Regions from separate parts of the Sus scrofa genome. Here region 1 is linked to region 2. Evidence: chromatin contacts called from public HiChIP or PLAC-seq data. All regions are on one chromosome and are shown on one strand. Each heading gives the region's core, a stretch centred on a gene start, on an enhancer-like site or on the middle of the called end of the contact. The rest is flanking DNA. Distances are from core to core; before and after follow the strand shown. Region 1 has its middle 81 kb from the start of DNAJC15. Region 2 overlaps ENOX1 (ecto-NOX disulfide-thiol exchanger 1).

Region 1 (6,320 bases), core at 1,763-4,262, 300 kb after region 2:
AATCTGAGCAAGTCCGATTTAATTTTAATTGTATTGGGAAAACTAGATAGAGAAAAGTATCTTCGAGTTTATCCACTACAATTTTAAAGCAAAACAGCCACAGAGGTATTTATTCATTTTCACATTAACGGATTTTCAAAAAAAATCTATTTGCAAGGGGAACAAAGCCCGCAAGCACATAGGTTATAAGTGAGTACGAAATGGAATGGAACAGAATGCAAACGGAATATCTAAGTACCAAGAAGCAGAGGAACAAAGTGCAAACCAGATCCGAGGGGGGTCAGTCGGGGAAGGCTGCATTTCTGTGTGTTCATGCTGCTTTCGGCTGCTCTGCTGTACAATAGACCAGGCCAGCCTGAGAGACACAGACGTACGCAAACATATTCTGACATCTCACCACCAGAGGACAAATGATATTAGATATTTTCATCCTGCTCCAGAGGCATGGAAGCCAAAATGTAGTTTCTAATGTTGACTCTGGGTTATCCACATTCAAAGGACAGCGCAAAGGCACTGATAATCCCAGAGGAGATAAAGGAGAAAAATCAGTGAGTTAGCTTTGGAACATACTTAATTTTTAAATATAGGTGTGTATCTATGTTCATGGAACTCACACATACGCTACAAATATTATAGTCATGAGGATTAGAAACCTCTAGGAATTAGAAACCTTTTCACCATTTGATTAGAGAGGTGAAAGCATAGAACGTGAAGTGATAACCTCAAAGACACAGTCTTCCATTGGTGACAAGTTTTATGCGTGCTACTAGAACCCATAGTTTTACTTTTGGATGTAATTTTGGAATCTGGTATAAAACCAAGGCATGAACCAATAACCCAATCCACAGGTGGGAATACTGGAAAGCAATTTTCAGAAGTTCTACTGAGCACTTCTCTTTCAAATGCTGTAAATTATAATTTTTTCTCTTTTTGTTTCAATTGCCTCTCATTGTAACCTTCATTGTTTTCATTGCCTCTCTGCTTCTTTCAATAAGTGCAGCCTTCTTATTTTCATCTATATATAGTATATCAAGCAATTTCTCCATTTCTCTCCCAAGGTCTGCTGCCTCACTTTTTTTTTTTTTTTTTTTGCCTTTTAGGGCCACACTTCAGCATATGGAAGTTCCCAGGCTAGGGGTCGAATCGGAGCTGCAGCTGCTGGCCTATACCACAGCCACAGCAATGCAGGATCTAAGCTGCATCTGCGACCTACACCACAGCTCACAACAATGCTGGATCCTTAACCCGCCGATTGAGGCCAGGGATTGAACCCGGATTCTCATGGATACTAGCTGGGTTTGTTAACTACTGAGCCACGATGGGAACTCCTGCTGCTTCACTTTCATGATCTGTTTTCTGAACCTTGTTCTAGATGTTCTTCTTAAAAGCCCTTGCCCATAAATGTTTCAAATAACAGCTCATCAAAATTTTCTCTGGAGTTCCCGTCGTGGCTCAGTGGTTAATGAATCTGACTAGGAACCATGGGGTTGCGGGTTCGGTCCCTGCCCTTGCTCAGTGGGTTAACGATCCGGCGTTGCCGTGAGCTGTGGTGTAGGTTGCAGACGCGGCTCGGATCCCGCGTTGCTGTGGCTTTGGCGTAGGCTGGTGGCTACAGCTCCGATTCAACACCTAGTCTGGGAACCTCCATATGCCGCGGGAGCGGCCCAAGAAATTGCAACGACAACAACAAAAAAGACAAAAGACAAAAAAAAAAAAAAAAAAATTCTCCAGTCCCACTCTAAGTCAGAGAAACCGACACTTTGAACCTCCATAGCTGAATTTTCGCTACGAGGGGGTGGATGGACATCACGAGCTTTCCAGGGAAGAATGAAGAAGACTAAGGACTCCTTGCTCAGGTCAAGTGACACTGGATCCTTCCATAAACCTGTTTGCCCAAAGTATAACCTAAGGTCACAACCATCAGAGAAGGAGCCAAGAGCCCCTTCATTCTGCCATGAGTCCCAGATATCTAGAATTAATGCAATAAAGGGAAAGAGGATGTGCTTTGGAGTCAAACCAAGTGGGATATGGATCCCAGTCCCACCATTTACCAGCTATGTACTCTTGGCAAAGTTCCTAAGCTCCTCTGGGCCTTTGTTTCTTCAGTGGTAAGCTGGGGACCATAACAGTACATCTCTCTTAGGGGTGCTTCGAAAATTGAGATAACATAGGCAGGATGCTTCACAAGCATTAGCTATTTCTGTTATAGAAATCTCTTGGATTTATGAACATAGGCTGATTCTAATTCCCTGGCCTTTTGCAGTACAGCTTAGGTGTCAATATTGGAACGGGTATCTCAACGTGATATCAGATTATGCTTCTAGCGGCTGACTTAATTTTCCAGGGGCATTTCCCCCCCTCTCAGTTGAGGTCCTAATTTGAAATTTATGGCCAACATCTAGCCTTGAGTGATCAGACTATGCTGCCCATGTGAAATTAAACTCCCTCTTGATGGTGGAGATTGCATATCTATATCTATATAACAGTCTGTTCAGATGTAAAATGTTGACCAGTGCTGCTAGGCACTGCTGAGTAGAGCAGAGGGGGATAGGGTTATTACGACAGGAAGAGAAATGAACAGTACTTAATGAACTTCCATTTCAATTGAGCAGGGTTTTTAATAACAAAAAAAAAAAAAAAAGAAAAAGCTTTTTATAAATTCTTTTGCTCAGCAACAATAAAAAAAAGGAAAAGAGCACTCAGCTGGGAACAATAGCTACTCAGCTCATAAAAATCATTAGAAGGAACATTTTCTTTGTCTACCATGCCCAGCAATTTCACTGGTGGGCAGTGATCCAGATCACTTAGATTCCACCTAAAAAAAGAGCCCAGGGAATCTTCTCAACTTTTCCAGCTAATAAATTATATTCATGTCCTAATGTGTCTAACTCCATCATCAATAAGATTTTGGCTCATAATTCATGGCATATTTTCAGCAAGTAGATGATGCTGACCTCGTGTTAACAGGATATGCTCTTTGGGCTGCCTTTCCGTTAGGAGAGAGGCTCAGTGCTGACACATTTACTCACTGCATCAAATTTCCAGCCAGAGGCCTTTGTCCAGGAGGTGCCGGGCGAGGTGCAGGGTGTCCGGTGGATGGCGTGGTTCCCACTGTGCGAAATAAGCTGGCTTCCTTGGATATTTCATTTCTTGCTGCTGCTTCTGTAGCTCATCCTAAATGGGTATGAGTCAGAGAAACTTCATGCTGATGACATTAAGGGTTTGACTGATGCATCTTCACCCACAAATATCATTAAGTTACCTTAAGCTAATTGCCAAGTTGAAGATTCATCATTAGGAGCTCTGTTTCAAAGTCCCCCATGACCAAAAGATTTCTGTACTTGGATAAAATACGGTTTTTCTCATGACTCTGCTGGGTAACCACAGGCACACCCAGGAATACAACTCTTAATATTTCTTAATTTAAAAGTAGTAGGCTGGAGGTCCCATCGGGGCTCAGTGGTACCAAACCTGACGAATATCCATGAGGACATGGGTTTGATCCCTGGCCTTGATCCGTGGGTTAAGGATCCAGTGTTCCCTTGAGCTGTGGTGTAGGTCACAGAGGCAGCTTGAATCTGGTGTTGCTGTGGCTGTGGCATAGGTCAGCAGCTGTGGCTCTGATTCAACCCCCGGCCTGGGAACTTCTATAGGCCACTGGTGTGGCCCTAAAAAATAGAAAAATAAAAATAAAAAACAAAAGTAGAAGGCAAAAAAAAAATTCTTTTTTTTTTTTTTTTTGCTATTTAAAGCATTCTACAGATTTTTTTTGTTTGTTTGTTTTTGCTTTTCAAGGCCACACCCATGGCATATGGAGGTTCCCAGGCTAGGGGTCAAATAGGAGCTACAGCTGCCAGCCTACACCACAGCCACAGCCACATCTGTGACTTACACCACAGCTCATGGCAACGCTGGATCCTTGACCCACTGAGTGAGGCCAGGGATTGAACCCTCAACCTCATGGTTCCTAGTCGGATTCGTTTCCACTGTGCCATGACAGGAACTCCGAGCACGCTACACATTTTGAGAATGAACTTTTATATCTTTACTGACGTAGTATAAGTGTTTAATATTTGCTAAATAAAATACATTTCAAACCACAGGAAATGGTTTGAAAATGAAATAAAACAATGTCTCCCACAATTAACGTAATTTTTTTTTTTTTTTTTTTTTTTTTTTGCTTTTTAGGGCTGCACGTGAGGCATATGGAGGTTCCAGGCTAGGGGTCAAATCAGAGCTGTAGCCACCGGCCTATGCCACAGCCACAGCAATGCCAGCTCCGAGCCAAGTCTTCGACCTACACCACAGTTCGGGACAAGGCCAGATCCTTAACCCGCTCAGTGAGGCCAGGGATTGAACCTGCATCCTCATGGATGCTAGTCAGATGATTAGTTTTCTCTGAGCCACAGGGGAACTCCTAATCTCTTTACTCTTGACTTCATGCTCAAGACTGGCTATACTGCAATTGGCATTCTGTGCTCCCCTTTAATTAACTGTCCATTTGACTTACACTTTCCCTGGAATCTGGGAAGGAACTGCTTTGTTTTTAAAAGGTCCTTCCTGCTCCCTCAGCTTGCATCTAAAATGTAAGAATAAACAGAAACTGCAATATCAACAAAGAACTTAATTAAGAAGAATATGCAATGGCAGTACATATGTAAAAGCAAATTCTTACTGAAGATAGGTAACCATTCAAATAAGCTTTCTACAGATAACAAGGAGTTGAGGGTGGGTAGCTTTTTATCCAAGTATATAAATATTCTGCCCTTTAGAGACTGACGACTGAATTAATAGTATCTAATGAAAATAGTTGTATCATTTGAAACTGCACGAGCTAATTGAACTTAAATTCTACACTCTTGGAAGAATTTTTTAGGGGCAATGCCTCAAATGATTTGATTAAGGGGGTAGAAAATTCAAACCCTGCCCTGCCACATGTTAAACTTCACCACTAATTCTTTAACAGTCCTCTCCCTTTGAATTTAGGCAGGCTCCATGAAACAGTTTTCCATGAAAACCGCCAGTTTTCAGACCCAGGTTGCATTTGCAGCTTCCGCTTCCGGTGTCTCAGACCACAGCTGCATTGTGAAGAAACCTCTAGAACAGAACCACCAAGGCTCCAGGCCCACAGCCCCGGTTACCTCCACGCCAATAGCCTCGGCTGATGCTACATGGAATGGAGATGACTCCGTCACGCACTACCCAAACTGCAGACTCAAGGGTAAAGAGAATGAGGAGTTCCCGCTACGGCACAATGGGATCTGTGGCGTCTTGGGAGCACTGGGATGCACGTTTGATCCCCCGCTGGCACAGTGGGTTCAGGAGCCAAATGGCAACTTCGGCTCAGTTCTGGTCCCTGACCCGGGAACTCCATATGCCAAGAGGCAGCTAAAAACAGTAAGAGTGAAATAAACAATTACTGGAACAGACCTCAAACCTTACTTCAAGGTATTCTAACAGATTGGATAATGAAAGAAGCAATAATTACATTTTTTGAGATTTTTCTATGTGACTAAATGCTTTATACAATCTTATTCCCTACAATAATCCTGTTCAATAGGATTATTTTTTCCTCTATTTTACAGATGAGGCAATTATATACAGACTTACTGGTTAATTGCCCAAGATCATGTGATAGGAGGATAGAATTCAAAACCAGACCTGACTGAGGCACATGTTCAGCGAAAAACAGCAACAAAAGGAAGGAATCCCACATTAATGATGAGGCTTCATTTTCATGAACACAGCATCGATCAGAAAATGTGAAAATTAACAGGTATGTCCGAAGGGCACCCCAATATAGCTGAGTCTAAAATCAGTGGTCACATTTTTAGAAGCATAGTGTTCAGAAAACATTTCTTTAGTGCTTATAACTTTCTGATGTCTAGTGCCAAATGCTCCACACTAAAGAGAGGTTATAAAGACAAATGCCAAGATTCCTGCTCTAAAGGTTCTTGCATTTTTGTAGAATAAGTCATGTTACACAAAGAATTGTTTCACAAGGTACCGTCAGTGAGGAATAAAGTGCCATGGGAAGTGCTTCGCTCATTCAGCAAGTATTTACTGGGGGCCAAGGCAGCAGTGACCAAGAGAGAGATGGTCTCTGCTCTCAGACAACTGACAATTCACGATACTACTTTTGCTGGAAGCACCAGAAAAGCACGGACGGATTTTAGCTCAGGCTTGAACTATCCCTAGGCTCTGGGCATGGGGAGATCTGGGAATGAGGAGGACATTTGACACAGAGCAGTAACAGCAGAAAAAGAAACACACTAAAGCACAACAGAATCAGGACATGCATGGGGACTTTAAAGCAAGAA
Region 2 (6,200 bases), core at 1,447-3,946:
TACCAGGGGAGTTGGGACTTCAGCATTTTCGGTTCAGGGAGACACAGTTTAAACCACAACACCCCCATCCCGGACTCATTTCAATGCCTCCTTTCTCTCTGTTTCCATAGCACCTCCTGCTCACAGTCCTGTAGGAGCTGTCACACGGTATTGTCATTTTCCATCTATTGCTATTTTCCAACAGTTTCTGCCACTAGACTGTTGCTTCCATGCAGAAAGTACTCACATCTTTGTCTCTACAGCCAGAGTACCTAGTAAAACATCCAGCACCTACGAGGCCCTCCAGTGTTTGGCCAACAAAGTACATCATCGTCCTGATCTTTGACCTGTGTACAGCATTGGTAACAGACTTACCTGAGGTTACGTAAATGGACGTAAAAGTATGTATCAGTTAGGAGTTCCTGTGCTGGCTCAGGGGGTTAAGAATCCAACATAGTGTCCCTGAGGATGCGGGTTCGAACCCGGGCCTGGCTCGGTGGGTTAAGGATCCGAGGTTGTCATAAGCTGCAGTGTAGGTCACAGCCGCAGCTCAGATCTGGTGTGGCCGTGGCCGTGGCTGTGGCTGTGGTGGAGGCCGGCAGTTGCAGCTCCTCTTCAACCCCTAGCCTGGGAACCTCCATATGCCATGCGTGAGGCCATAAAATTAACATACACACACACACACAATACACACACACATATTTTATGCCAGCAAATCAGTGATGCTGTAAATAGAGCCGTGTTAGACTATTCCTCGGGCACTTCCTCTGGTGAAGAAAGTTTAGGAACCTCAGATAATTCCTAAAATCAGCAATCCAAAGAGTGGTGTGTGTGTGTGTGTATACACATTATATATAATTTTGTTTGTTTTGGCTAGATGAACTCTTTGGGGTTTTTTTGGTTTTTTTTTTTTTTTTTATTAGTTCCCAAAAACAATTTTTTTTCCTACTGTACAGCATAGTGATCTAGGTATACATACATGCACACATTCTTTTTTCTCCATTCTCATGCTCCGTCATAAGTGATGGGACATAGTTCTCCGTGCTACACCGCAGGATCTCATTGCTAATCCATTGCAAAGGGCATATGTTATATATAATTGTTACTGTTTGTTGCATACTCACGAGTTGGGTTATAGTAAACACTTCGGGTTCTTATTTAATCCTATTTAATCCACCCGAGAGGCTAGAATTTAAAATGACCATCCCATTTTACAGATATCATAAATGAGGCTTGACAGGGTTGGTTAATATTTCCCAAGTCCACACCGCCAGTGTGCCGGAGACCCAGGCACCTGATGACAGGCGTGTCTGATTGCAGACGTGGGCGCCTACCCATCAGCATGTGGCGTCTTGTACACACTCCTGTTTGGTGTCCTTGTTGGCCTCTACCTGATGAAGACCCTGGAGCCCAGAGAAGTTAAGGAACCAGTCGGCCTCACGGTCACCCAGCTACACCCACATCCTTTTATCTCAAGATCAGCTTCTTAGCAACTCCTTTTTTTTGTTGATCATGAAGTTATTTTTAAGAATATTAGAAAGGAGTTCCCGTTGCGGCTCAGTGATAATGAATCTGACCAGTATCCCTGACGATGCAGGTTTGATCCCTGGCCTCGCTCAGTGGGTTAAGGATCCGACGTTGCTGTGAGCTGTGGTGTAGGTCGCAGACACAGCTTCGATGCTCCGTGGCTGGGGTGTAGGCTGGCAGCTATAGCAAAAAAAGAAAAAGAAAAAAAGAGGGAAAAGGAGAACATGAAATGGACAAAAGCATTACTTTTATGGTCCATGAACGTAACTGAACTGATCTTATAGATGGGCAGAGCTTGTCCATTGCAATGAGAAATTATGATGAAAAACAATCTCTCCATCCTAAACTTCCAGGACACAGAATGTCCTTGGGTATCACGTGGTCTCTCTGTCGCGTGATGACAGATCATATTTTAAGTCAATAATTCTTCTGGAGGAAGGAGAGGAGCTGCTGCAAGTTAGGCAGGAACCCTGCAGCCTGCTTCTGTCCTGGGCAACCCCCATGCCATGGACCTCAAGCAGGAGGAAGGGGGCCCTGGAGCCCTGCTTCTGAGCCTCAGCATCTGGCTGGGTTCAACTTGGTCAGGCTCTGCCCTGCATCCTAGGACTGAGAACTGGGGCGTCTGCCTCCTCCTGCAAACCCCAGGCTTCACTTCTAGTGTCTGGAGCCTGCCTTCTTTCTCCAGCTTAGGTAATGTGCCTCATTATCTAGTGTTTCTTGACCTGTGACCCGGTCACATTAAGCCCATCCCAGGTTCCCCAGGACTAAGTTAGATCCGTGGGTGGGTGAGGCCCCGTGACCTGCACACGGAGTCTCCTGGCAGAGTGGGCCAGCCCAGCCTTGTGTTTTGTCTGCTGCTCACAATCTCCGCCCATCACCAGACCCAGAATGTTACCCGTTGGCCTGATTCCTGCCTCTGTTTCCCTTATTATTCTCTCAAAACACTGGGCTGCACTTGGTCTTGACCCCGACAGCTTGCCTCTGTCCCCTCAGCCGCAGTCCAGCTCACACCTAACCTAGTTCTGTCCGGCCTTGACCAGAGACAGGCTGCTATTGCTTTTCTTTCGGGGGACGGGGGTGGGGTGGGGTGGGGGGGTTCTAGTGGTTAATTTCAATGAGACTCACTACTAAGGCATTGACTGGAAAGGGCAGAAAGGTGGCAGGTCGCCGCTAGGGGGCAGCAGAGAGCAGGAGGGGAGGAGGGCTGCACAGCACAGGGCCTCGGGCCTGGCAGAGGGCACACCTGACCTTCAGTGGCTGCCCTACAGTGAGGGTAAAGTCAAAACATACTAGTTTGAACGGCAAATCCCTTCAGATCTGATGCCTGCGATCGCTCCGTACATCATGGCGCCCCTGTCGCGGGCTCGCCGTGCTGTAGCTGTGGATGACTCTTGGGGAAATCTCCTGGCCTATCAGGCCTCCCCCCGGTGGATCCCTTCCTGGGGGGCTCTTTCAGTCCTTGGAGACTCAGCTCTTCTGCTGTGTTTGGTGTCCGTCCTTTCCCCCGCTCCAACCCTGTGATTTTCCCAAGGGGGGAGTGTGTCACAGTTACGATTCCAACTCCAGATCCTGGCCCTAGAATCTGCCCAGCAAATGTCAGATGGATGATGAATGAATGGATGGATGGGTGCAACTACCATACCTCTAAAATCTTGAGCACAAAACCTCAACCTGCCCTCTGAAAAATGCTCGTCGAGTTGATAAAAACACCGGACTGGGAATCAGTCAACAGGATCTCTGTTTCTGCTTTTGTCTTTTCCAGTTGGGAAAAGACAACTGAAAAACATTTGCTGAGCCTCGGCCTTGCTGCCTGTGTGCTTGCAGCCAGCGATGCAGAGAGGAGCTGGGGACCGCCGTCTTTGAAATATGTAATGCTTCCTCTTGTTTCAGTATGATTTCTAGAAGAAGGTTCTTCTGTGTGTTTAATCGAATTCTTTCTCGCTGCAATTTCCACCTCCTCGCTCTTTTCCCTGAGTGGCGTTAGAACTCACCATCTCTCAAGGTCATGTGTCTCTCAGACGTTCAAAAATTGTGCATTTGCTCAAATGCCTTCACCCCAATGGGCTCCTGTGCTGTTTGAGAAAACAATTTTCACCTGTTCTTATATTGTTAAAAAGTAATGGGTTCATGTTTTGAAAAACAGTTTAATCCTTCCCACCACGTCTTCTCAAATAGTAAATCTCAGATTCTCAGGTCCAACATAATTTAAGTGTTAACTCCTTTCAAAGTTCCTTTCAAGCTCCTGCACTCACCGTGTGGATTTCTTTAAACCCGCCTTCGTATTAGCATCTCAGAGAAAGCAGAGTAACGCTTGCTTGTGTGTTAAGATACTTTGCTCAAGAGTAGTATCTTTTGTCTCTGTTTCTGAAGATGTATGTATTTATTTGGGCTTCAGAAAGAAAACAGAAGTCTGCTACAGCTACCAGAGAAGGCAAGGGCCAGGCTTCTCAGCTCATTTGGGGGAACATCTGGTTATTATAATTCAGGGAGCTCTCATTTCAGGGTGTGCAGTCCTGAGTGATTTCAGCCTTAAATCACCCTGGGTTGGCAAACAATAGTAAGAGCCAGGCCAGGAAACAAACAGATGCATCTTGTGTACTGAATGAGATTAAATAAAGGCCGAAACAGGCCAATATTTCTATTTTTAATAGATTCCCTTTAGCAGCCAGTATGTTATGGTCGTGTCAGTGACATTGAAAGCCATTCTCTTCTGGAACTTCTTTAGAAGTGGCATCTGGATCAGAAAGATACGTCTGTTTTTTTGTTTTGTTTTTTAAGAGTAGAGTACATTTTTGGTAGTGGCATCTATTAGGTGCGTGATCAAGTTGGTCATTCTAGGTGGAAACGTTGAAGTGGTTAAGAGAGAGGAGTTTACATCCAGAGCTGGAGACCTGGGCCTCAGTTCTGACTCTGCCATCCGTTTGCTTTGCGATGTTTGAAATTTCCCGTAACTGCTTGAAGCCTCCATTTCTTTGGGTAAAATGGGAGTAAGTCCTGTCAAACCTGGTGAAGATTTCAAATGAATAATGAAAACAGGCACCTGTCTCTGCAGCCCCACTGCACCTGGAAGTTCCCCGGCTAGGGATTGAACCTGTGCCACAGCTGCCGCACACGGGAACTTTCACGTCTAAATGTCCATGCCCTGCACATGACACTTCGTTTTGAGAGGTTATTAGCACAGAATCCTGGAGTCCTAGAAGGCTAGGTTACAAGAGATTATTCAGTCAAAAGCTCTACATGAGAGAAATGAAGAAATGGTACCAAGAATGGCAGTTACAGAAGTGCCTCGAAGGTCCGGGTGACTGCTTGGAATGAGAATGCTGAGGCGTTCCCGTTGTGGCTCAGTGGAAACAAATCTGGCTAGTAACCATGAGGTTTTGGCTTCAATCCCTGGCCTCCTCGCTCAGTGCATTAAGGATCTGGCGGTGTAGGTCACAGACACGGCTCAGATCCTGTGTTGCTGTGGCTGTGGTGTAGGCTAGTAGCTATAGCTCCGATTCAACCCCTAGCCTGGGAACCACCGTATGCTGCAGGTGCCACCCTAAAAAAAAAAAAAAAAAAAAAAAGGAGGGGAATTCTGATTTGGCATTTACATTGACGATTTCTTAAAAAAAAAAAAAAAAAAAAAAAAAAAACCCGAGCTGGAGTTCCTGTTGCGGCTCAGCAGGTTAAGAACCAGTATCATGTCCATGAGGATGTGGGCCGATCCCTGACCTCGCTCAGTTGGGTTAAAGACCCAGCATTGCTGTGACCGTGGTGTAGGCTGGTAGCTGTAGCTCCGAATTGACCCCGAGCCCAGGAGCATTGATATGCCACAGGTGTGCCCCCCCCAAAAAAACCCCAAACACCAAAAAGCCGCCTCGTTTGACTGAAGTAAGGCTTGTATGCTGTCATGCAGGTGAAGTGGATTTCCTTGTAAAGGGGACAGCAACCCCTTGGGCTTTCAGATCAGGATCACCCTGCTTTTTCTGTCCAACCCAGAGGAGGCGTGGAAATAGCCAAGGTAGCCGAGGCAAGTTACGGTAAACGTCTTCCTGGAAAGGAAAAGGCGATGCTGGCCCTTTTGTAGCCCCCGCAGCATCTTCGTAAACAAGGCATGTGGTTGTCACTGCACCTGCCTCCGGGCTCCTCTGACCTTTCAGCACAGGGTAGCCAAGAGTGAGGCCACGCGGGAGCCTAAGGCACCATCCGGATGCAAGAACCTCGTTGGGAGAGGGGCAGGCGGAAAGAATGGGAAAGATCTAGAATAACGGGGATAACTGTAACTATATGTAGGTCCCTGTGCTATGTCTGATCACTTGTCATGGAACATGATGGAGGGTCATGTCAGAAAAAGAATGTGTGTCTAGATGTATGACCGGGTCATTGTGCTGTACAACAGAGATTGACAGAACACTGTTAATCAATCATAAAAAAAGTTTAAAAAATCAACAGCGAAATCACTAAAAAAAAAAAAATCATTAAAAATAAATGGAATAATGGAGAAGGGAAGAAAAATAGGAGGAGGAAACTTCATCCCTGAGGACCAGCATGGAGATCACCATGGCAACAGCCGGGGGAGTCAGTGATGCTCTTTGTCCACTGAGGATAGTCTCACCCTACCAGCCAGAGTGTCTGTTTTCTGAAAACAGAAACATTCTCAGGAGAGGGATCCCCTTGCAGCTCTTCTGAAGCTCAGCACATGTGAACAGTCC

What was found. HiChIP or PLAC-seq counts read pairs in DNA pulled down with a chosen protein or histone mark.
Region 1: a contact with region 2 is called in an H3K27ac HiChIP or PLAC-seq map of skeletal muscle, with 6 times the contacts expected there. The contact joins two enhancer-like sites. A contact is called at or near these places in 2 of 47 Hi-C or Micro-C datasets (embryonic fibroblasts and skeletal muscle) and 1 of 2 datasets of contacts at active chromatin or transcription factors (skeletal muscle).

What each region holds. Positions count from the first base shown.
Region 1 is chr11:24,003,184-24,009,503 of Sscrofa11.1, forward strand. No RefSeq gene overlaps it. Among named protein-coding and RNA genes, the nearest start is that of DNAJC15, 81 kb to the right of the region's middle. Within about 2 kb of position 3,013, at least 4 of the 83 cell types and tissues checked have an H3K27ac peak or open chromatin away from gene starts, as enhancers often do. A contact at or near this core is called in skeletal muscle, where this site is marked.
Region 2 is chr11:23,702,600-23,708,799 of Sscrofa11.1, forward strand. The region is part of intron 5 of ENOX1 (ecto-NOX disulfide-thiol exchanger 1); the gene reads left to right. Among named protein-coding and RNA genes, the nearest start is that of DNAJC15, 380 kb to the right of the region's middle. Within about 2 kb of position 2,697, at least 3 of the 83 cell types and tissues checked have an H3K27ac peak or open chromatin away from gene starts, as enhancers often do. A contact at or near this core is called in skeletal muscle, where this site is marked.